Linked DNA regions of Mus musculus: regions 1, 2, 4, 5 and 6 are each linked to region 3. A link is a contact called in public HiCAR-type, HiChIP or PLAC-seq and promoter capture Hi-C data. All regions are on one chromosome and are shown on one strand. Each heading gives the region's core, a stretch centred on a gene start, on an enhancer-like site or on the middle of the called end of the contact. The rest is flanking DNA. Distances are from core to core; before and after follow the strand shown. Region 1 holds the start of Ppp1r16a (protein phosphatase 1, regulatory subunit 16A). Region 2 holds the start of Gpt (glutamic pyruvic transaminase, soluble). Region 3 holds the start of Puf60 (poly-U binding splicing factor 60). Region 4 holds the start of Tonsl (tonsoku-like, DNA repair protein). Region 5 holds the start of Arhgap39 (Rho GTPase activating protein 39). Region 6 holds the start of Slc39a4 (solute carrier family 39 (zinc transporter), member 4).

Region 1 (2,700 bases), core at 170-2,669, 590 kb before region 3:
CCCTATCTCAAAAACAAAAAGTAAAGGAACTGGTGAGATGCCTCAGAGCTTGAGAGCACAGGTGGCTGCTTTTCCAGAGCACCAGGATTTAGTTCCCAGTAACCACAGGGTGGCTCACAACTACAAAATGACAGTTCCAGGAGATCCACAAAGATATCCTCTAACCACTTACACGTGGATCATGGCATGTACCCACCCCAAAACGATAAATAAATAAATAATACTTAAAAGAATTATTCCTTAAAAAAAAAAAAAAAGAGGCGGGGAATAGGAAGGCCTGAGCCAACAGGGAAGGAAGTCAAACCAGGCCTTAGGAGAGGAAAACCCTCCCCGCCTCCCGCCCCCCCCCCCCAAAAAAAACCTCCTTGGGCAAAAACTAGCAACAGAGGCAGACTAGCAGCCCTTGAGAGACCTGAAAGTCCCATCACCATGACAACATGAAGCCAGCGGGTTAGGGCAGGTCTCATTAGGCCTCCAGTCCCTCAACCCAACCGGCTCTCATGCTGAGCTAGTGGCAGCTTTGGTTTCCATGAAGTGAATCAGGTGGCCTTCTAAAGAGCCAGGGTGTTTAAAGCAAGACAAAGCCTCCAAAGAAAACCCCAATCCTATAAGGGAAGACCTAGGGAGCAAAGACACCCAAGAGGGCTCACTGAGGTCTGCCCTCTCGCCTCTACCTTCACCACCCAAGTAAGGATATGGAAGAAAAGTGGAGCAGTCAGGAGTCAGCTAACTTTGCTCTACCTCCCAAGCCAATACACACTTCTCTTCTGCACCCGTAATAATTAATCCTCCTTGTCTCTAGCCTCTAGCACTGGTTCCGTCAGGAACCCAAAGGAGCCCAAACAGTTTTCACAAGCTCATTTACATTCCTCTCCCAACCACAATCCAGGAGGCACAGCCTCCAGAAAAGGGGCACTTGAAGCCGTAAGAGGCTCTAGAGTGTGCTTTGACTGAACACCAAAGCCCACATGAAGCACAGGAAAGTCCCTTCGCGGTCCTAAGGTCAGAATGAAGACTGTCGATGGATTTGCCCGACCAACAGGTTGCAAGAACTTCCTTCACTGATAGGTTTCACAAAAACAAAAACAAAAACTAACAACAACAAAAACCCACCCTCCGCTGGCCGCCTCGCTGGCGCCCCTTCTGCAGGCCCCTCACGACCCGCTCCATTGCCGGGCCAGCACCGGGCCGCAGAAGAACCGGCGCTGGCTCACCCGCTATGCCCCGCCCAGCCGTGCTGGGCCTCCCCCGCGTCCCCAGATAGACCCGACCCTCACTCACAATCGCCGGCCTTCTCACCTGGAACCTCCCTGGCCGCTCCCTGAACCCGGCCCGGCCGACCCTGGAGCCCGGCGCTGCTCCAGGCGCCACGGGGGCGGGCCCCGCGCCCATCCTCGCCATGGCAACGCGACACTTCCGGCCCGAGGTGTCCCGAGCGGAAGCCGCGGTGCTGGGCGGGAAGGCTGGGCGGGAAGGCTGGGCTGAGTCGTTTTGCGAGGGCGGGGCCTAAGGAGCGTCCTCCAGGGACAGAGTCATCCACTGTAGATTGACAGGGGCGGGGTCAGCTCCGGTAGCTGATTGGTTGATACTGTGGAAGATTTTTTTTTTTTTTTTAATTCCCGTGCTCTATTCTGTGGTACTAACACCCTGATGTCCGGGGTAGGGCGGGAAGGGCAAATGTTCAGGTGTTCCCGGAAGGGTGATCTTTATTTATCCTATCCTTTGATTAAAGGGTAGGAGTCCCTCGTTGCTCGAAAGAGGATGGGCAGCAGTTTGGGTGATGGTTGGACCCTGGGACACTGTGATCAGGGAGAAGCAGTCCCGATGAGGAGCCTTGAATGTCAGTTCAAGGAGCCAGGCTTTAACTGGAACCAAGGAAGGACCAGTGGAAAGGGAGACCTCAGACTTGCAGGAGAGAATGTCTTCTTTAGTGAATAGGTCTGAGGCCATAGGGATATTTGACAGGTGAGACACAGGAACTCTCAGCTAGAGCTCTGAGGACGAAAAGCAGAGGGGCAGGAGGTGATAGGATTGGGGGTGGGGAGGGGAGACAGATGAGAGCTAAAAGAAGAATCTGAGATAAGATCACAACCCAGCCAGGGGCAGAACTGTCAGAGGAAGTGAAGTCCCACTGTGCTCATCCTCCTTGTGTGTCCCCATTCCCTCCTCCACTCATGACTGTACCTTCCTTGGCACCTGCCAGGGTCTCTGTCCTGTTGATGGTACAATGGGGAGGGGCTTCACAGGAAAAGGTGAATTCTCAAAAGCTTTTAGTGCTCATGAAGGTCTTGGATTGTTGGCTCTGACACCAACCTCTGCCATCAGCGCTCTAATCAGACCCTCAATGCAAAGCTGCCCATTGTAGTAGCCAGGAGAACTTAGAACATAGATGGTGACTGAGCCCAAGAATAGAGCCACCAATTAGATGGCCATGCCTATATGGGCACCTACAACATACTCATGGGAAGATCACTTAAGTCTCTGTATCCTCCTCTTGTTCCTGAGGACAGACTCTATTCCCTTTTTGGTCCAGAAGGTCTGTCAATCTGTATCCCCACCCCCATCAAGTCCTGAGCAGACTCCCCACCTAAGGCTTGACTTTTTTGTTTGTTATTGTTTTTTCTTTTTTCTTTTTTTTTTTTTTTTTGTTTGTTTTTTTGAGACAGGGCTTCTCTGTATAGCCCTGGCTGTCCTGGAACT
Region 2 (2,700 bases), core at 172-2,671, 620 kb before region 3:
GAGCTAGCGGGGGGGGGGGGGTAAAAAGAGTGAAACTGCAGGGGGCGGAGCTGATAGGTTTACCCGTGGGGTTGCCGGGGTTGATGACGCATAGTACTCGAGGGCAGCAGCGGTCACGTGCCTGGCACAGAGCGCGCCGCAGCTCAGCGATGTCAAGAGCCCAGGCGCGCTCTTCGTCCAGGTAGTAGTCCACTTGCACGGCGTCCAGCTCAGCCAGCGCAGCTGAGTACAGTGGGTACTGAGGAATGGGAATGAGTACACCGGTTCGCGCACGGCCCTCGCCGGCTACCAGCAGCTTGAGCATGGTCTGTAGGCCGGATAGGGAGCCCAGCGTTAGTGCAACCAGAGTTGTACACCCCACCCCGCCCCCACCACCGCCCTGTGCTGACGCTGCTGCACCAGACTCAGCCCCATCTAGCCTCACACATAGGGCTACTCCGATTTGACCTGCCCTGCCCTGGGCTACCCTACCACGATGGCATCGCTGGCCCCTGTGGACAGAAATATGTTGTTCGGGTCTGCAGGGATGCCTCCGTCTCTCCTCTCAATATATTGCGCCACATCCTCCCGAATCGGCTGGATTCCAGAGCTAATGCTATAGGCACCTGAAAGGGGACAAGCTAAATGAGGTGGGCCAAGTCCTGTAATCTTCCCAAGGGACTCGTCCCTCTCTGCCTCTCCTTAAGGCTTGGGCTCCACCTAGAGCTCGCACTCACCCAGGCTGTGGCCCCCGCATGCCTGCAAGATGCGTTCTGCCCTTCTCTTGGCATCCTCTGGGAAGTCCGGACTGCTCAGAAGATTGGGGTAGACACAGAGGGCCAGGACCTGGAAGAACCAAGTACTGAGTCCAGAGCAGCTGGGGAAGGAGGAGTAACCACAGGTAGTACAGCAGCCTAACCTGGCGGAAGAAGGTGATGGGTCTCTGCCCCATGGCTTGTGCATCCCCAATATTGGCACGGATAACCTCAGTAAAAGGCTTCTTCACACCCTGGGAAAGAAAGGAAGCGGGCAGGGAGATTGAACACCACCACCCTACTCTACTGCCTTTGTCCCACATTCCACTGTGCTGGGGACGAGCTCAGCAGCCCAAGTTTAGCAGAAGGGCAGTAAGTGGCCCAAGGCAATACCTGGCGCAGCTCCTGCTCCAGCTCCAAGGCACGTTGCACGATGGGGCCTCGGACTGCATACTCCACCCTCCGCACACATGGGTTCATGGTATCCAGAGTTAGCACCTTCCCCTTCAGTCCATTCCTTGAAGCCTGGATCCGGTCATTCCTTTGTGAGGCCATGGCTGCTCAAAGCAGGCAAGAATGCTGGCTCAAGAAGAAGGGTCCAGTTGGGGAGCAGGGCTGGGAATGGGGAGTCTGCGTGAGGTAAGGCACCACCCTCTCCACGGCAGCCTTCTGGCCCTACTGAAAGGGGCAGAAAAGGCTGAAGGAACTGGAGCACCCTGGGCCCCGCCCCATCAGGCTGGGCACAGATCTGCCCCAGGGTGCCAGAGGGAGTTGGTAAGGCAGCAGGCGGGGCTTGGGGCGAGGCCCAGTGCCGCCTAGTGTCCCCACGAGGGAGCAAGAGACCCACTTGGGGAGTAGGGACAGACGGATGGTTCAATACTTGACACACTGGAAACTGGGAGAAGAGAGCACTGAGCATCTCAGCCTATTAAGAACAGAACCAGGGACTACTGGAGATTTACCCTAGCAAGGCCCAGCTGAAGCCTAGGCCTCAGACCTGATACACACTCCATCTTTACTTTAAGCAAGTGGACTTGTCTCCTAGGTAACTAAGCCAGGCCTTGGGAATCTGGGGAGCACTGGGGGAAGGGAGAAAGATGTGTAGTCTCTGGGTTCCATGGGGACTGACAGAGTGCTATGCTTGGACCTTGGTCTCTGATGAGCCACTGCAAGGGTTTAGGGGGAGGGGAAGAGACTGGAGACGGGACAGCTAGTTCTGGACACACCTCACCCTGGACTGCCCTCATGCCCTTTCAATACACATCAGCTTGAGGGTGCCCTTAGGTCGACAACCCAGGCCAAGGGTAACTAAGTCCCCTTCCCTGCTGCTCCTGATTGGTAGAGAGAACAGGAAGTGAGCTCTGATAGGCCCACAGTACCCCACTCCCACTGGCCTTCTAGAAAGCTTATAGACTTGCTCAACACCTGGTCATCTAAGCCCTTGGACCCATCATGGCTCAGGCTAAGGGCTGGGGAGAATGACTTCTAAGCTGGGCAGCAGGCAGCTAGGAAGGCATGAGGTGAGCCTTAATCCCTCTGTCCCTGGAGGCCCTGGAGTGGGGACACACTCACCTCTGATCTCTTGGCTCTGATGCCACAGTAGCCTCCCAGCTCAGTGGCCTTTCTCTGGCCCTCAGGACACACCACAGATTAATATAGGCTTGGCCCTGGCAGAACCTGCCACTGCCTGCCTCTTACTAGCAGGGCCCAAGTAGGAGTGGTAGCAGGTGGACTTCAGGCAGCGGCGGCACAGCCCTACTCTAAATTTAACCAGCAGTCATCACCAACCCTCCCCCAAGCCCTTCCAAGGACACTAACCCTCCAACCACAGGTGCTAGAGGAAGGACAGGCCCTGAGGATGGACACCAGGCTGACCAGGTCAGTGCCCATGTGACCTCGTAGAGATGGCCATGCAAATACAAATGCAACGGTCATGATCTAGAATTGCCTTCTTCCCTCTAGCTTG
Region 3 (2,700 bases), core at 28-2,527:
TCGAATCGCTCATTTGCAGATTTTGTTTTGTTTTTTTTTGGGGGGGGGGTGTTTTTCCAGACAAGAGTTTCTCTGTGTAGCCCTGGCTGTCCTGAACTATGTAGACCAGGCTGGCCTCGAACTCAGAAATCTGCCTCTGCCTCCCAAGTGCTGGGATTAAAGGAGTGCACCACCAACACCTGGCCGTTTTAATTTTTCTCTTTTTTAAATGGGGAAATCTAAGTTCATGATCTTTATTTTCTTGTTTGGGGGATGCAACATCTTTAGGTATCTTCCATTTCCTTTGTTGTCTTGGTTTCTTTTCATGCTCTTCTGCTTGGTGATTCTGGCTGGCCACTTTTGCTTAAGAGTGAGATGCTAAGCTGGGTCTCAGCGCTTCGTTCCCAGGAGGAGCTAATCTCCAGGCACTGTTGGCAGAGCCAGAACGACTAGTAACCTGTATTAGGGATAGAAGTCTGGAGGCACCTACTTTTTTTTTTTTTTTTTTTAAACTATCTGCACATTTTCGGAGAATTCAAGACACAAGCATCACACACCAGCCTGCTAAGGCCCTCCCCTGGCTCCCCAGCATTCCACTTCTCTGCCCACTTAGGTTTGCTTTCAGTAGAGCTTTTTCCTGTTTAAAGGGGGTACCGAGGGGGAGGAAAATATTCTGCCATGTTTTGCTAAAGATCTCTATATTAAAGTCTGAAAACCCGAGGGGTGGAAAACGAGAATGGCTATCCGGTGGAGTTTGAAGGTGCCTGAGCTTACAGATGTGGTTGGTGCCTTGCAGGCAGCCTTACGGCCACAAAGCCCAGATGAACTACATATTTACACATAGCTCAGGACTTGGGGACTAACGTACACATTTATGCCCACAGGACAATAACCACAGGACAGGCTGGGGAGCCATCTTTTGGGGGCCATCTTCGTGTCAACGGCTATTTTCTCACTAGGAAAGAGACCATATTTCAAAATGAATGAGGATTCCTGACTTTAGATGGACAATGCAAAGGACGATGCATCAGTCTTTTTGTCTTCTGTCTCCGCAGTCTACGAGCTTTCAGCGAGTGGACTCAACTAAAATAGGGTGGTAGGAAAAGAGGCAGACGGAACTGACTCAAAAATGTCGACCCCCCCCCCCCCCGACCAGGGGAGGGCTCTCCGGGTCGCCACTCCAAAACCCCGGCCCGCCCCGTCCTCCTCCGGTACATTAACGGCCTGCTCCGCCCCGGAAATGCGTTTCGGTCTCCGCTCTCGTAGCTATGCCGTACGTCGCGAGATTTCCGCGTCCGACGCCCAGATCGCGCGAGACTGCGGAGGGAGCTGATGCTTGTGGCGCGCGCGGCGGCCGCGACGGACGCAAGATGGCGACGGCGACTATAGCTCTCGTAAGTGAGTCCCTCGCGGCCAGGGGGCGGCCCTCAGCTCGGAGGAGTGAGTCGTCGGCTGGGACAGGGTGCGGAGGGGACCCTGGGTGCGCAGCGGCCCGACCCGGACCTCGTACGGACTTTACCGTGGTCCCCGGCACGCGGGGCGGAGGCGGAGCGGGAGCGCGCGGCTGCGGCCACGGCTGGGGCTCGACTGCAGCTTCCGGCTCGAGGACTCCAGTTTCCGGCAGCTGGGCGGGGTGGGCCGGCCGCGGAGCTGCCCTGCTGGATCCCCGCGGGGCGGTCCTGTCTGCCGAGACTGGGCGACAACTGTCTAGGCGTCCGGTGGCATTAGGGTGTCCTGGTGCCTGCTCCAGACCCGCGCGGCTACGCCCCGTGTTGGGGACGCGGAAGGGGCGGACCCGTTAGCATTTGCTCTGCGCCATGGTGCAGAGACGAGGGTTTCCCGTTCCGTTAACACGCAGGAGGGGAAGAGCATCTCTCCCAACCCCCATTCCCCTCCACACCTTTCAAACAGCCATTCTGTCACTGCCTCTGTGGGGAACCCGACAGCCGGTGCCTGCCTCGGTCACTGGTCCGGGTGGGCATCATAAGACTTTGCTAACCCCCTTGTCTTGGGCTGGACGCTCCAAGGGCTGAACTTGGTTCTGCCCTAGTCAGTCGGGAATGTTCCTTGAATGGCTACCACCAGGAGTTCCTTCAGGGACTATTTATCTCTTGGACCTAACCCCACTGCAATCCAGACTTTTGTTAGCCGCCACCCTCACTCAGAGGGGATGAAGCAAGGGCTGAGACCACTTAAGCCCTAGGTGCCTGGAGGCCAGCCGTAGGGTAGGGTCGAGTAGAGTACACACAGGCTGCCATTCCTCAGCCTTAGCTGGGAACTGCACCTTCATAATGGGAGAGGGGCACTTGCTCCAGCTTGTGAGGGGTGGATCTAGTATGTCTTGCTCACATCAGGGCTAACTTCAAAAGAAAAAAAAAAAAATTCCTGCTTCCGCTGCTTGACGCTATTGGTGTAAATGGTCTTTTCGGAAAGACAACCAGAGAGTTGAGGAGTTGATGACTGCCCTTAGGTGGCTGTCAGATGATAGAAGAAAGGGTGAGGGCAGAGTATAAAATACTTTAAACAGCACTGGAGGAGAGTGGATGCCTCATTTCTGGGTAGCCCCTGTTGTTCATGCAGACTGAAAGGTTAGCGCGATGCTAGACAGATAGTGTCATTATTGAGATGGTCTCGAGCAGTAAGTCTCACCACTGAAGCCGTCTTTGCCAGCATTTGACCACAAGGCCCCCGAGAATTGTCTCTCTCTCTCTCTCTCTCTCT
Region 4 (2,700 bases), core at 120-2,619, 560 kb before region 3:
GCTGGAGAGATGGCTCAGCGGTTAAGAGCACTGACTTCTCTTCCAGAGGTCCTGAGTTCAATTCCCAGCAACCAGAGAATGGTAGACGGGCAGAAATGCATCTGAGGAACAGGGTAGCCCCTGTTCTGCTCCCAGGAGGCCATGAGGGCGTTGGTCCCCAGGGAGGCTGCAAGGCTCACAACCATCTGTAATGGGGTCTGATGCCCTCTTGTGTGTCTGAAGACAGCTATAGTGTACTCATATGAATAAAAAATAAATCTGCCAGGCCGTGGTGGCGCGTGCCTTCAATCCCAACACTTGGGAGGCAGAGGCAGGCAGATTTCTGAATTCAAGGACAGCCTGGTCTACAGAGTGAGTTCCAGGACAGCCAGGGCTACACAGAGAAATCCTGTCTCAAAAAAAAACCAATAAATAAATAAATAAATAAATAAATCTTTAAAAATAATAATGTCTAGAGGAAATGGGGGTAGCACTACAGTATACCTGTAATAAAAAGGCAGGCTGGGAGCTGGAAAGTTGGCTCGGTAGTTAAGAGCTACACTTGCAGAGGACCTAAGTTTGGTAACTAACATCCACACGATGATTCACAACAAGCTGTAACTCCTCTTCAAGTTGCCCTCTTCAGCCTCTTCAGACACTAGGCACACGGCAGGTGCACACACACACACACACATATATATATATAGGTAAACACATACGTGAAATTTAAAAAATCTTTTTTTCTTAAAGATTCATTTATTTACTATATCCAAGTACACTGTAGCTGTCTTCAGACACACACACATCAGATCTCATCACGGGTGGTTGTAGCCACCATGTGGTTGCTTGGACCTGAACTCAGGACCTTCAGAAGAGCAGTCGGTGCTCTTAACCACTGAGCCATCTATCCAGACCCCCCTCCTTTTTTTTTTTTTTTTTTTTTTTTTTTGTCTCTCTGTGCATCATTGGCTTTTCAGGAATTTGCAATTTGCTCTGTAGACCAGGATGGCCTCAAATTTAGAAATTTGCCTGTCTTGGCCTCCTGAGTGCTGGGATTAAAGGCGTATGCCACCAAGCCCGTCTAATCCTAAAAAAAAAAAAAAAAAAAAGGCAGGTAGATTTCAGGGGAGCAGGGTCAGTCTGTAGTCCTGGTAACTCACCAGAAAGGGCACTTCCTGCTTGGGTGCCCGTACTCTGACAGCAGCCTTGAAGGCCCAGATCCTACCCAACAGACCTTCTGCCACCTGATGGCGCCAGTAGGACTACAAATCCCAGAAGGCCTGGAGTCTACCGCACTTGGGCCACCGAAGGGGCGGGGTTAAGCATGCGCTCAGAAGAGTGGGTGGGCCTTGCGTGTTATGGGTGGAGTGAGAAAATGGGCGTGGGCTCAGGGAAGCGCGGGAAGTGCAGATTTTCGCGGCGGCGGTGGCTTGTCTGGCTATGACCCTGGAACAGGAGCTTCGCCGTGAGTATTTTGGGGAGTGCATGTCGGGACGCAGGGTGTGGATCGGGTCCTGGGTTAGACTCGATTCTCTCTTCCGGCAGAGCTGAGCAAGGCCAAGACCAGGGCCCAGAGGAATGGACAGCTGCGCGAGGAGGCGGCCTACTGCCACCAGCTGGGGGAGCTGCTGGCTAGCCACGGTGAGCCGGAGCGGTGAGAGGACTAGCTGGAGGCAGGGGACTGGCTGGGTGATGGCGCACCTTGAGCACACGCCCCTCTTCCGGCAGGCCGCTTCAAGGACGCTTTGGAGGAGCACCAGCAGGAACTACATCTGCTAGAGAGCGTCCAGGACACTCTAGGCTGCGCTGTGGCCCACCGCAAGATTGGAGAACGGCTGGCTGAAATGGAGAATTACTCTGCTGCTCTGAAGGTACAGGACCTTCACTTGTTGAGGAGAGAGGGCTAGTATGCAAATAAGTATTCAGGGACCTTTGACTTGGCAGGCAGTCACACCCTTCTTATGTCTACTTGGGGCGCTGCCTGCCTCTTGGTGGTGGTGGTGGGGAATGGATGGGTTTGTGACAACTGAATGAGGAAGGCTCAGGACCCACTGCTATTGAGAGCAACACTCCATGCAGCCCTTAGTGGTCTCCCATGACAGCACTGCTGCAGGGCAGAACAGCCATTGCCATAGACAGTCCTTTGCATAGAAAAGATAGGACATGGGTATACCCAACTCTGTCGAAATTTGGGAAACAGAAGGGTCTCTTTTCTAAGAGTAGCTTCCTCTGGTATCAGACTGCTGGAGTTGCTGGGAGTCGGATCATGTCAAATGCTTTTTCTTTCTACATTAGCACCAGCATCTCTACCTGGATCTGGCTGGTTCCCTGTCCAACCACACTGAACTACAGCGAGCCTGGGCCACCATTGGCCGCACCCATCTGGATATATATGACCACTGCCAATCAAGAGATTCCTTGTTGCAGGCACAAGCTGCCTTTGAGAAGAGCTTGGCTATTGTGGATGAGAAACTAGAGGGTATGTCCCCTTTCTTGGATTCTCCCCATAGGCTCCCTCTGGGCCCTCCCTTTCCAAGGCCTGTGTTGCTCTTCAGGCTTGAACCTGTCAGGCACCTGCTCCTTCTCTATATTCTACGTGCAGCAGACTCCTGGCTCACTCAATAAGAGATGGGATAAAGGGTAGGAGTGCCTGAAAACCCCATATCCTGGGGGTGGGGGTGGGGGCAACTGAGTCCCTAAAGCTGTTCTTTTTCCAGGGAT
Region 5 (2,700 bases), core at 173-2,672, 740 kb before region 3:
TTTTTTGAGACAGGGTTTCTCTGTATAGCCTTGGCTATCCTGGAACTCACTCTGTAGACCAGGCTGGCCTTGAACTCAGAAATCCGCCTGCCTCTGCCTCCCAAGTGCTGGGATTAAAGGCATGTGCCACCTCTGTCAGGCATTATAGGTGGTTTTGAGTCACCTGACATGGATGCTGGGAATTGAACTTGAATCCTCAGGAAGAGCAGTATTTACTCTTAATTGTCAAGCCAAGGTAAAAAAAAAGTTTGGTTTTTTTTTTGTGTGTGTGTGTGTGTGTTTTTCTTTTTAAAGTAAAGAACTGGTGTCGGGCAGTAATGGCCCACGTCTTTAATTTCAGCACTAGCAAAGTGAGGCAGGTAGATAGCTCTGAGTTTGAGGCTAGTCTGGTCTACTGATCGAGTTACAGGACAGCCGGGGCTACACAGAGAAACCTGTCTCAAAAAACGAAAACATGAACAAACAAAAACAACAACAACAACACTGAATATTCCGAAGTCTGGGAGGGTGACAAACGCACTTGTAATGTGTTAAAGACGGATTTTAAGTTTGAGGCCAGCCCGGGTACACAGAGCAAGAGCTCGTCAAATACAAAAAACCCAAATGGCAGCTGAGGATGTAGCTCAGTAGGTAAAGGGCTTTCCTAGAATGGGTTTCACCTCCTCAGCTGTGTAAACCGGATATGGTGCCTGTAATCCTCGCACAAGAGAGATGAAGACGGGATTAGAGTTTCAAAGTCATCCTTCGCTACATAGGGAAGTTGAAGGTCAGCCTGGGCCATCTGAAATTCTCTCTCTTAAAAAAAATTAATAAGAAGTTAAAAGGGCCATGGAGTGGGTAGAGGTGCTCTCTGTGCAAGCCTGATGATGCGAGTTCCGTCATTAGAACCCATGGTGAAAGGAGTTGTCCTCCGATTTCCACACGGACACTGTTGGCACGTGCGTGCACATGCTTCACACACAATACACATTACAAAAAAAAAAAAAAAAATAGAAAAGAGAGCACATTTAAAGCTGTGCCTGAGTTACTACGAGAATAGTCAAGGAAATAAAAGGAGGAAAATAATAAAGGGAAGTTACAAACATGGAATACGCAGAGTATTTTAGACAATAGCTACCTTTCCAGAGTCAAGGAAGAGGTATATCTCAAGCTTAGGAACCCCAGCAGGGCTAGAACTAATAGAGTCACGCCACACCCACGTTAGGACACACCTGAGGTGACCCAGACCTCCAGAAGTGGGCGGGTACAGGTGAGAGCGGAACGGCCGGCTAGCGCGGCATCGGGGGCGGGGCCTCCGACAGAGGCAAGGCTCCCTCGGAGCTCCCGAGGGGCTGCGCGGTGGCGCAGGCGCATTGCAGCCTCGCGGGCGGCGCCCCCTGGCGGCGCCACCATCCTCGCGGGGGCGGAGTCGGAGGCGGGGGGTTGCGCTTGGTGACGGGGGACGCGCGGCCGCAGCGCACTGGACCAGCGGCGGAGACCCAGGACGTGAAGCGCTGGCTGCGGCGGCGACGGCGGCCGGGAGCCGCCGGGAGCTGGGGCGCAGCGTGCGGTCGGTGATGAGGGGCAGTGGCGGCGCTCCGGGCGCAGGGCCGGCTGGTGAGAGCGCGGGAGGTGGGCGGCGCGGGCCGGGAAGATGGCGGAGAGGCCTCGCTGCGGCCCCACGGCCTGGCCCAGGCGGAGGCCCCCCAGTCCAGTCGTGCTAGAAATCGGGGCCCCAGGTGACCCGGTAGGGGAGGGTCCGCAGGAGGACGCCGCGGCCAAGGGCCAGGGAGTGTGAAGGCGGGTTTGCGTAAGAGCAGGGGCCCGAGGGTGGTGGGTGTGAGGGTGCCATGGTCTGCACGCGTGCCCGGCCTTTGGATGGGCGTGAGTGCGTGTGTGTCCCTGGCCAAGATAGTTGTGTGCGAGCCCTTTGCTTGAGGTGGTTGGGGTTGGGGTGGACCTGATGGTGGGTGTGAGATGTGAGGGTGCCCGGCCTGCAGACAGGTGTGTGTAGTCAGCCCGAGGACAGGTGTGCGTGCGTTCTGTGTCCAGGCCCAGAGCCGGTGGTGTGCTTGTGCCCTTTCTGTGCACTGGGCTCCGGTCCGTTTGGGGGTGGTGAGAGATAGTGCTTGCCGAACGAGGATCTTGCGGGCTAGGCTTTGTCCGCGATGCCCGGCAGTCGGTGGGCGTCTCTGGGTCGGGTCGTGGCTTGCTTGCGCGTGGTGCGCCCTGGCTTCGCGGCAGGGCCTCTGCGGCAGGCTCGGGTGGTCCTCTCCCCGGCCTTTCAGACTTGGAACTCCCTGGGCGCCTGCTGTTTGGCAGGCGTGGGGTGGGTGGGGGCTGCGAGCCGGCAGGCTGTGCATCCCGGGCCAGGCAGGCTGTCTTTATTTTAAAACGTGCTGCCCGCTTCGGGCGCGGCAGCTGTGGGTGTGTTCCATGCTGCTGCTCACCGCAGCTGCTGTGGGCGCTACGCAACCTTCAGCCGCAAAAATGCGGCTGGACCCCCTCCCCCTTCAGTGTTGTTCGGGTTGGCCAGGCCTCCAGTGACCTCTGCAGAAAAACGTACAGTTGCAAGGCTTCAGTTCCTCCCGTGGTGCAGACAATACGGACGTTTGTCTTTGGGAGCTAGGGAGGGCAATTGAGCACTGCGTCCTGGGCGCAGTCTGTAAACAGCAGGTGGTTTTGTCCCTGCTCCCCTTTTTACAACGAACGTGGGGGGAA
Region 6 (2,700 bases), core at 165-2,664, 540 kb before region 3:
AGGAGAGGCAGTGTTAGCTGCACGAGGGCTGGCTGTTCTGCCTTTCCGAGCTCAGGCAGGTCCCTCCTTTGAGGGAGAGATCTAGGGAAGCCAGAACAGCCAGGCCTACACAAAGACTTCTCCCTAGGGGATACAGGGAAAGAAAATCAACCTAGTCTTAGCTCTCAGCTGCCCAGCAATGAAAAGAAATAAGAAAGGCAGTTTGGGTATATGGCATCTTCAGAGCTCCATGTAGGGAATGCTCTCAGGTTGGCTCTCCCAGTTCCCAGTCATAGTTCTTCCATAGGACCAGCAAGGATGCTGCATTGCAAGGATGCTAGCCATAAGAAACATTGACATGTGTATGTTCGGAACAGGTCTGAAGCAGTTGACCCGTGAGCTCAAGGATACTCAGCTAGATTCTTTCTCCACCCTGCCCTACCCTCCAGAATACTAGGGGACAGAGTTCGTTAGGCATTAGGTTCATACTCAGCCACACCCCAGAGGGCTAGGGTCAGGACTGGTGTGAACTTGAGTGGAAGAAGGCCACAGTGCCTCTGGGGCTACCCAAAGCCCTCTTCCAGAAGGCCAAAATGCCTTGTGACCCGGGAATTGTCAGTTCCTGGAGATTCCAACCCCTCCTTCAGCCTGCCACCTGGATAGAGATAAGGCTCAGGGGTCAAAGGCTGGAAGGCTCAATGGGGGAGGGGCACAGCTGGGGGCCCCAGCCCTACCTCCTTCTTCTTATGCTCAGGCTTTAGCGCTCACAACAGGGCCTCAAACTCCTACTGCTCAACTCGAACTCTTCCAAGCCCCAAAAGTTGGCTAGGACCAAAGTCACATCTTTGTTTCCTGTTTGTCTAGGTTGGGGCTTTAGCCATTTCCTGGGGATTTTCCCCGAGGGCTGGGGGTGGGGGAGCATGACGCAGCAAGTACCCTGCAGAAATCTCCCATTGTAGCCCATATTGGACCCAGCGGCCTTAGCTCAGGAGCCAAGAGCAGCACCCCCACCCTCACCCAGGCTACAAGATTTGGAATTTGTCTAAGCTGCTTGGGCTGAGAGGCAGCTGGTGAAGGGTGGAGGGAAGCCTAAGAGCTCTCCTGAAAATGTCAAATAGAACGCCCATGTTTGACTTGATAACATCTACGCGCTCAAACCTTTAATCCCCCTAGCTTCTGGTCCAGTGGCAAGGTAACAGGCGAGGGTGATCTGGGCTCTTCAGGGAACAGAGGAAGCCCTGACTGGCAGTTCAGGGTGTGACAGGTTCAAGCCGCCCACCTAAGGACAGGGACCCACCTTTAGCTCCAGCCCCAGGAGGCACCAGCTCTTTCTCCCCAGGCTTTCGGGGAGGATCTGCCACTGGAATGGCTAACCCAGCAGCCAATCACAGAGCCCTGTAGGAAATATCTGGGAGAGGTCTTGGAGCTAGGGCCAAGGCAAGTTGAACCCAGCTCCAGTCTGGCCCCGGACAGTCCCAGCTGTCTCCAGCTAGCCCAGAAGTCAGCACCTCTACAAGGAACGCTTTTGGGGGCCTGAGGCGTGATGCTCCCAAAGTCGGTCACACAGGGACTTGTGTTGGCTCTGCTGGTGGGCACAGTGGCAGTGGCCCGGCCCAGGAACCTGCTCAGCCTGCTCGCCTTGGGCCAGGGTGCTCTGGATCGCCTGGAACTGGACGGCCTGTTAAATACGCTGGTGGCCCGTGTGCACTGCACCGACGGGCCGTGTGAAAAGGTAACACCCCCACCCGATGGGTCCCCCAGCCCCGGCCCCTTCCTGCCCGCTCCACCCTGTGGCAGGCACTAAAGAGATCTGGGCAAACTCCAGGAGGCGGGTCTGGAGGCTGGTGTCTGCACCTGCTGGCAGGCTGGAGCCTCCCTTCCGTTTCTGGGGGGCTTATACAGGCCTGGGCCTCCATCCTGGGACACACAGCTCCATTCCCCCAGGCTATCAAATTTGTGGTGACTCACAGTGACCACTCTCACCTTCAGGATGGGGGAGTAATTGCTGGGGACCCCTTTGTGTAGGCTCCTAGTCAAGCTAACTACAAGGGGCAGAACATGACATAAGATAGCTGATAGAATCCATGCCTGTAGGCTATGCCTGGTAGGCTTAGTCTAGCTCAGATCCTGTCTGTTTGCCCACAGTGTCTGTCTGTGGAGAATGTCTTGGCTCTAGGCAAACCTGACAAGCCACAGCCTGCCCCAGAATCAGTCCTGGAGTCCAGACACATTATTTACCTTAGTGCTGCTGCTGCCCTCTACCTTAACAACCCAGAGAAAACATGCAAGGACATCCAAGCTGGCCTCTTGGCCTCCCATGTGGACGATTACCTGGCCACACTGGAGAGTCCAGAGGCCATGACCCTGGGTCTGAGCCAGCTACTGCAGAAGATTGAGGCCCATGCTGCCAGCCAACCCACCGGGGAGAAGGTGAGGGCCCAGACAGCTTTTGGGGGATAATGACAAGGACCTTAGTGCCATGGAAGGGAGGCTGCCCCAACAAGGGAGATGTCCCACGTGCAGCCTCATTGGAGGTACTTAGGTGGGAATCAGTCTTGTGCACAGTTGGTAGAACGGGGTCTGCGGGAGTCTGGGGGAACCCTTTGGGGGAAATGACAGTCAGGAGAGCTCTGGGGCCAAGGTCATAGGCCACAGTGAAGGGTGTGACTAGCTGGGGCAGCCTAGGTTTATGGTATAGGTAGCTGGTTTAGGGACATAGGC

Evidence for each region. Promoter capture Hi-C pulls out the DNA fragments that hold promoters and counts their contacts. HiCAR-type assays count read pairs that join an accessible place to other places. HiChIP or PLAC-seq counts read pairs in DNA pulled down with a chosen protein or histone mark.
Region 1: a contact with region 3 is called in an H3K4me3 HiChIP or PLAC-seq map of the SCID.adh cell line, with 10 read pairs. The contact joins the promoter of Ppp1r16a here to the promoter of Puf60 in region 3. A contact is called at or near these places in 1 of 115 datasets of contacts at active chromatin or transcription factors (the SCID.adh cell line) and 2 of 9 other capture datasets (liver and pancreatic islet).
Region 2: a promoter capture Hi-C map of liver shows a contact between it and region 3, with 2.6 times the contacts expected there. The contact joins the promoter of Gpt here to the promoter of Puf60 in region 3. A contact is called at or near these places in 2 of 39 promoter capture datasets (liver and neutrophils), 2 of 484 Hi-C or Micro-C datasets (embryonic stem cells and regulatory T cells), 2 of 115 datasets of contacts at active chromatin or transcription factors (embryonic stem cells and pancreatic cancer cells) and 1 of 9 other capture datasets (pancreatic islet).
Region 4: an H3K27ac HiChIP or PLAC-seq map of embryonic stem cells shows a contact between it and region 3, with 2.3 times the contacts expected there. The contact joins the promoter of Tonsl here to the promoter of Puf60 in region 3. A contact is called at or near these places in 2 of 484 Hi-C or Micro-C datasets (forebrain and neutrophils), 2 of 115 datasets of contacts at active chromatin or transcription factors (embryonic stem cells and thymic regulatory T cells) and 1 of 9 other capture datasets (liver).
Region 5: a contact with region 3 is called in a HiCAR-type map of astrocytes, with 2.2 times the contacts expected there. The contact joins the promoter of Arhgap39 here to the promoter of Puf60 in region 3. A contact is called at or near these places in 1 of 39 promoter capture datasets (erythroid cells) and 1 of 115 datasets of contacts at active chromatin or transcription factors (astrocytes).
Region 6: a contact with region 3 is called in an H3K27ac HiChIP or PLAC-seq map of microglia, with 6 times the contacts expected there. The contact joins the promoter of Slc39a4 here to the promoter of Puf60 in region 3. A contact is called at or near these places in 2 of 39 promoter capture datasets (erythroid cells and liver), 1 of 484 Hi-C or Micro-C datasets (forebrain), 4 of 115 datasets of contacts at active chromatin or transcription factors (bone marrow-derived macrophages, microglia, pancreatic cancer cells and 1 more) and 1 of 9 other capture datasets (macrophages).

The regions. Positions count from the first base shown.
Region 1 is chr15:76,670,362-76,673,061 of GRCm38.p6, reverse strand. Ppp1r16a (protein phosphatase 1, regulatory subunit 16A) reads right to left here and starts at 1,419. Exons shown (of 12, transcript NM_001358933.1): 1 at 1,300-1,419. It also overlaps a transcript of Foxh1 not described here.
Region 2 is chr15:76,695,447-76,698,146 of GRCm38.p6, reverse strand. It overlaps Gpt (glutamic pyruvic transaminase, soluble), which reads right to left and starts at 1,421. Exons shown (of 11, transcript NM_182805.3): 1 at 1,128-1,421; 2 at 899-988; 3 at 717-825; 4 at 472-605; 5 at 64-307. The coding sequence starts at 1,289.
Region 3 is chr15:76,079,523-76,082,222 of GRCm38.p6, reverse strand. It overlaps Puf60 (poly-U binding splicing factor 60), which reads left to right and starts at 1,277. Exons shown (of 12, transcript NM_028364.2): 1 at 1,277-1,373. The coding sequence starts at 1,350.
Region 4 is chr15:76,638,598-76,641,297 of GRCm38.p6, reverse strand. Tonsl (tonsoku-like, DNA repair protein) reads left to right here and starts at 1,369. Exons shown (of 26, transcript NM_183091.3): 1 at 1,369-1,444; 2 at 1,525-1,620; 3 at 1,708-1,850; 4 at 2,275-2,458; 5 at 2,697-2,700. The coding sequence starts at 1,420.
Region 5 is chr15:76,816,888-76,819,587 of GRCm38.p6, reverse strand. Arhgap39 (Rho GTPase activating protein 39) reads left to right here and starts at 1,422. Exons shown (of 12, transcript NM_001168288.2): 1 at 1,422-1,596.
Region 6 is chr15:76,615,584-76,618,283 of GRCm38.p6, reverse strand. It overlaps Slc39a4 (solute carrier family 39 (zinc transporter), member 4), which reads left to right and starts at 1,414. Exons shown (of 12, transcript NM_028064.3): 1 at 1,414-1,711; 2 at 2,125-2,409. The coding sequence starts at 1,523.